Regions from separate parts of the Mus musculus genome. Here region 1 is linked to region 2. The links are chromatin contacts, called in public HiChIP or PLAC-seq maps. All regions are on one chromosome and are shown on one strand. The core of a region is the stretch at or near the end of the contact, and the rest is flanking DNA. Distances in the headings are between cores, read along the strand shown.

Evidence for each region. HiChIP or PLAC-seq counts read pairs in DNA pulled down with a chosen protein or histone mark.
Region 1: a FOXA1 HiChIP or PLAC-seq map of pancreatic cancer cells shows a contact between it and region 2. The contact joins two enhancer-like sites. A contact is called at or near these places in 3 of 39 promoter capture datasets (liver, pre-B cells and stem cell-derived epiblast-like cells), 1 of 484 Hi-C or Micro-C datasets (nephron progenitors) and 1 of 115 datasets of contacts at active chromatin or transcription factors (pancreatic cancer cells).

Annotation. Positions count from the first base shown.
Region 1 is chr5:143,964,374-143,967,495 of GRCm38.p6, reverse strand. All of the region lies in intron 2 of Gm17135 (a long non-coding RNA gene), which reads left to right. It also overlaps a transcript of Pms2 not described here. Among named protein-coding and RNA genes, the nearest start is that of Gm17135, 15 kb to the left of the region's middle. Within about 2 kb of position 1,680, at least 5 of the 459 cell types and tissues checked have an H3K27ac peak or open chromatin away from gene starts, as enhancers often do. A contact at or near this core is called in pancreatic cancer cells, where this site is marked.
Region 2 is chr5:143,677,464-143,680,655 of GRCm38.p6, reverse strand. All of the region lies in intron 1 of Cyth3 (cytohesin 3), which reads right to left. Among named protein-coding and RNA genes, the nearest start is that of Usp42, 53 kb to the left of the region's middle. Within about 2 kb of position 1,820, at least 83 of the 459 cell types and tissues checked have an H3K27ac peak or open chromatin away from gene starts, as enhancers often do. A contact at or near this core is called in pancreatic cancer cells, where this site is marked.

The sequences.
Region 1 (3,122 bases), core at 431-2,930, 290 kb before region 2:
CCTTGTAAAGCAAGGTCTTGGCTCTGCCAGGGTCTCACAGTGACCAAGGGTGTCCACCCTGTGAGTAAACCTCTCTCTCTCCGACCTGTTTAGTATTGCGTGCAGACCTATAAGCTGTCTCCTGGTATCTTTGCTCTCGGGCAGGCATCCCTCTGTGCACTAGACAGTGTCTCTCCAGTTCTGACTGAGAGTCTACCCACCGGGCTCAAGTCATGCCTAGGTTCTACACTCTACCACATTGTCTGTCACCTGGTTCAGTATCGTCTGAGTGCTGCCGTATCGGTTTGTAGTGATGTCGTCATACGGGACTTTTAGATAGGATCTAGTCATCTGGTCAAACATGCAGCAGAGAGAGAAGCATAAGAGGGCTTCAAAGAATTCCAGGAAAACCAGCTGCAATGACAAGAAGCACAGGGAGGCCTCGTTTATTCCGACACGCTGGAGTGGATCAGGAAGTGATTGGTGATTTCCGATTCATTTATTAGTCCTGTATAGGGGCTACACGAGTGTCTGGGGGGGGGGGCAGAGGCCATCTCCGAGTGTCTTCCTCTATTGCGCCCCACCTCGGCTTTTGAGATGGTGTTTCTCACTCGCTTGGGGTTCACTGATTTAGCCGCACTGGTTGACCCTCCTGTCCCCACCTCCCCAGCACTGGTTTTATGGGTGAGCACCGCCACAGCTGACTTTCTTCACGGGTTCTAGGGAGCAAACTCAGGTCCCCATGCTTGCAGGGCAAGCACTTTACCAGCTGAGCCACCTCCCCAGCCCCTTTCTAGTGTAATCCCCGATTCCTGAAAGGGCAGCTGTGTACATCTGTACATCCCCCTGGGTTTCTGTATGTGTAAATCATGTACGTTAGAGACGCGCGGCTTAAACTGGATCTGCACTGTTCCCAGCAACACTTTACAAACCTCAAGCTCGAAGTTGCTGTCAGTTCCATCGTACACGAAAGGGTTGTCCTCCGCTATCACAGTCATGAATTTGGTCGCAGTTAGGTCTTTATTTATCATCCTAAAGTCCTGTAGAAAGGTAACACCAACATAGATGCCTGTAATTATACATGGGCATATATTCTGATGTTAATGGCAGCGACTGACTGAACACCTTAAGGAAATGTATCAGAAATCAGTACCTTAAAAACTTACTATTTTAGAGCTATAATCCCAGTGCTGAGGGGGATTGCAAGTTTGAGGCCAGCCTGGGACACACATTGAGACCCTTCTTTAGATAAGAATCACCGAACGGCTGGCAAGCTGGCTCTGTCAGTAACATGTTTGCTCTGCAAGAGTGAGGACCTGAGTTCTGTCCCTACTGTTGGTGTGAAAAAGCCATCAGCACAGCCAACACCTATGGTCCCAGCACAACCCAAGTGGAGGAGGGTAGATCCCTCAGCCTTGCTGGCCAGCACCCATAGGAAGTGGCTCACAATCACTTGTGACTCCAGAGGATCCCATGTCTTGTGACCCTCAAGGGTGCCTGCACACATGTGCACATACACACAGGCACACACGTATATACACAAATTTAAATTTTTTCAAATTAATATAAAAGAAATGAGAGAGAAAGTTATTGTACTGTCTCTAGTGAAACAGCGGCTGTTAACTAACCGCTGAGGAGTGACCCCTGGGGCTGCGAAGGCCACAAGTGAAGGTCCTGGGAAGCAGAGCATTGGGTTGATGCCAGGTGAGCCACTGGTGAGTCACCGTCATTAAAAGGAAAGAGTGGCAAAGGCAGTGACCACCTGTGGCTGTGCAGAACACAAAACACCCGGATCAGTCATGTCTGTTTCTAACCGGTGCTTTCCTGGACTTGTGAGGAAAGGACATAGCCTGACATGAGGACGCAGCCGGTGAAAACCAGCATGCCCGACCTCTGTAAAGACAAATGAGTTATTTCCTCAGTAAGAAATGAGGGTGAGGAAGGAAGGGGACACTTGTGTGATATTCCACCTCCAAACCACATATTTTAAACACGTCTCCCTACATTTAGACACTAGGTTTCTCTCTCTCTCTCTCTCTCTCTCACACACACACACACACACACAATTCTGTTAAATTATTAAATACTCTTGTCTTAGTCAGGGTTTTCTATTCCTGCATGAACATCATGGGGAGGAAAGGATTTATTTAGCTTACACTTCCACACTGCTGTTCATCAACAAAGGAAGTCAGGACTGGAACTCAGGCAGGTCAGGAAGCAGGAGCTGATGCAGAGCCATGGAGGGATGTGACTTACTGGCTTGCTCAGTTTGCTTTCTTATAGAACCCAAGATTACCAGCCCAGAGATGGCACCACCCATAATGGGCCCTTCCCTCATTGATCACTAATTGAGAAAATGCCTTACAGCTGGATCTCCTGGAGGCATTTCCTCAAGGGAGGCTCCTTTCTCTGTGATAACTCCAGCTTGTGTCAAGTTGACACACAAAACCATACATTACAACTCTCTCATTAATATTTAAGTATAAATTAAATATATTATGGGCCGGGCGGTGGTGGCACACGCCTTTAATCCCAGCACTTGGGAGGCAGAGGCAGGCAGATTTCTGAGTTCGAGGCTAGCCTGGTCTACAGAGTGAGTTCTAAGACAGCCAGGGCTACAACAGAGAAACCCTGTCTCGAAAAACCAAAAGAAAAAAAAAAAAAAAAAAGAACCTGCTGATTGTTTTTTCAAACTAACAACATTGGTTCTTTGAAACAGGATCTTACTAGCTCTTGGCTGACCTTGAACAGCTGACCCTCCTGCCTTAGCCTCTCAAGTGCTGGGACTACAGGAACTTAACACCATACTTGACTTCCAAACTAAGACATTTTAAACATACTGCCTGCTGAGCAACACTTTTTATGTGTTTCCCCGTGCTGGGAACCCGAGGCAAGTGTTCCCCTGTAGTGCAGTCCTGACCCGCTGAAAATATGTTTGTATTTGGAAAGATATTTCTTTTCTTTTATGTGTATGAGTGTTTTGCCTGAATGACTGTATGCACCATATTCATGCCTGATGCCCCGGGGGAGTTCAAGAGAAGCCATCAGACCCCTTGCAACTGGAGTTAGAGATGATTGTGAGCTGCCGTGTTGGTTCTGAGACCTGAACTCGGGTCCTTGGCAAAAGCAACAAGTGCTGTCTA
Region 2 (3,192 bases), core at 571-3,070:
CATCTCTCTGCAGGCCCCTTCACATGCTCAGCTGCCATGTGAAGAGTGGAATGGCATGTGATGCTGGGGAAGGCTCACTAACGCTGCAGACCCTCCCCAGCAGCGGGCCGGTCCTTGCCCAGCAAAGTCCATACAAAGCTTGGACTCGCTTCTGACATCCTGGGCTCTGCTTTGTCACTTTAAGTGTCTTGGCTTAGGAGAAGTAAAGTTGTCTTAATGAAAAATATTTCCTCCAAGTTCAAGTAAGAAAAAAGGCAAAGCTGTCCACCCAGCACAGTCTTTAACATTTGGGCGTTTCCATTTTGCAAGAAGTACTCAACAGAAGGCGTGCTTTCTTTTATGAGAATCCCGAGTGACAGCTTCACTGTGGAGGGCTGTGAAGCCATTTTCTGTGAGTTGAGCTTTCAGCACGGGTGAAGGGTGTACCTGATGGTCATCTGATACGTCACTGCTTCTCCTGAGTAGCATCAGCTTAAAGTCAGACTAAAGGCAGTGCAGTGAAGAGCAATAGACGGGTGGTTCCTGCAAGCACTGCTGGCTTACATAGATCTCTGCTAGAGCGCAGAATGTTGCTCCCATCCCTTAGAAGTCAGATCTGGAGGCCTGCTGCAACTTCATGATTTCCACTACACCCTATGGAATAGAGACTGTTGACACGGCCTTCTCAGGCGTCTCTGCACTCTTGCTGGTAGTGGCCACAGATAGCCCCAGCTGGCGGTTAGGCTGCTTTTGTTGTGCACATTTGCTGTGATGACTGGGCGTTTGTGCATCCCTCTACTTCCTGTAACTTATTTTACTGTCACCATCCCTGAGAGTGTCATACTACTCAGAAAATTGTCAAACATCCGTCCATTAGAGGAGAAGCACTCCTCTAACTGTGGTAAAGCTTCCTCGATATTACTAAATAAGTCTCTGGGGATTTAATCCTCTTGCCATTCCTTCCTCTTTTCTTCTCTCCTTTCCTCCTCTTCTTCCCCTTTGTTTGTGATGCTGGGTATTTGTGTGGTCCTGTGCATGTGACGCTGTCACCTACCACAGAACTCTATCCCAGCCCAGCTTTGATCCCTTTTGTGTCGGAATAGGGAGCCTTGCACATGCCAGGTAACTGAGCTACATTCCAAACCCTTTCTTTATTTTGAGACAGTCTTGCTAAATTAACCAGGTTGGTCTTGAACTCATACAGTCTTAATTTCTTTATAAAGTTTTTAGGTTGGTGGCTAGGCAAAAGTTGGCAATTCCTCAACTCATAACATTTTCACCATATCCTACCCAAAGGCCGCAGCAGTGAATACAGAGTGAGAAACACTTCCTCGTGATCGCAAGCAGTGGAGGAAGAGAAGCAGAGGGGAGGCACTCCCTGAGCATGCCCACCCTGTCCGTCCTGCGTGTTCTCACTGGGGATGGACAGGATCTATATACTTTTAAGATGCCTTAAAAGAAGAGGATCCTTTGATGACTCTTTCCAGAAACTGAAGTGTTTATAGTGCTATGGTTTGCAGAAGGAGATGCTGAAAGAACCGCCAGCTTTGTTATCAGGAGCAGAACAGGGCAGCTTGACAGCCACTACATAGAAGAGCCCAGCTCCAAACACCAGGAGCCTTTACAGTCTGCCAGTTCAAGATCTACTCAGCAAGTCTGAACTCTGCTGCTCACTGCAAGCATAGCTCACATAAACCATTTGCCATACAGCGTTCTCATGTCAACAGGTGTGGTATGAGAACAAATAATGCCTTCCTGATTTCCAGGGTGAACGGTTCCAAAGTGAACAGCTCTGACTGGTGTGTGACTCACACTTCATTCCGAGTGGGGAAAGGGTGGTAACATCTGGATTCTGGATGTGGGCTGTAGTGTTTGCTGTTTCTCGTCTTATTCTACATGGAGGCAGGCCTGAGTTCTGTGCTCACATAATGAGGAGCCATACAGAACATAACTTCCATGACAGCAGAGAGCCCTAGCAGCACAGCACAGGCTAGATGCAGGACAGCAGGTACAGTTTCAGTTTGGTCCAAATTCTAGAGAGCAAACAAATGCTTTCACAAGGTAAAACAGTAGGGAAGGAAGGCAGGAAGTCCCGTGTTTCTGCTGCTGGCACAGCTTCAGAGAAGAGTCACAACAAAGTCATGACCAGGACCAGGCCTTGCTTTCTCAGGTACCTGCCTCCTTCAAATGAAGATTTGCAAATCAAAGCACCATAGCCTGCTGCTAGAGTCTGCTGCCAGCCAGGGTGGGCAACTAAACCTGGCCTTGACTTTGTCCGAAATGAAGGAGAAAGTGGACAAAATTCCAAACCTTGCAAAATAACTTTCAGAAAAGGTGAAACCAGCTACTTTTCAGACAATAAAATTTTAAAATAATTCATTGGTAGCAGATCTGCAGGCAGCCAGCTGTGGACTACCAAATGAAAAATCTTTATCTCTACAAAACAGTGTCCAGTGCTCAGAGGAGCAGCGTGAGCAAAGGTTCTCAACCTTGATGCAAGGCTCTTAAAAGATTTGGTGCTGCTGTCGGGACCAAAAGCAAACGGTGCACTGCTTTAGTAGGCATGAACAAGAACACAAGACTTGGAAGAGAAAATCAAATCACATTGTTCTGACATTCTTAACCTAGCTAACACCTGCAAACAGCTCAGGGCTGAGTCAAGAGAACCCCAAGTTCAAGGCCAGTCAGAGCTTCAGAATGAGACCTTGTCTCAGAAACACTAAAACAAGACAGATAACAAAAACAGGAGAAACAATATTATTTTCCTATATGAGAAATGGTATATAATGTTGGTGATAGACTATAATAAGTTGAAAATAAATTATTACAGGGCTAGAGAAATGGCCCAGAGGTTAAGAGCATCGGCAGAAGACCTGTCATGGGTTCAAGTCTGAGAGCCCACTTGGAACTCCAGGGGACATGACACCCTCTTCTGGTCTCTGTAGGCACCAAGCATGCATGTGGTGGACAGACATACATACAGGCAAAATGCCCATACAGATAAGCACCACTGTCTTTATAAACAGAATATAGTGTAGTGGCTGGGAAGATGGCTTAGTGCCTAAGAACACTCGCTGAGCAAGTATGTGAACCTGAGCGTACATCTCTAGCAGTCACAGAAGCAGCTGTCGTGGCTGTGCGCAACTGCAACCCTGGCACTGTGGGGACAGAGGTAGGAGGATTACTAGTCACTACATGCTCTAGTGAATAAGC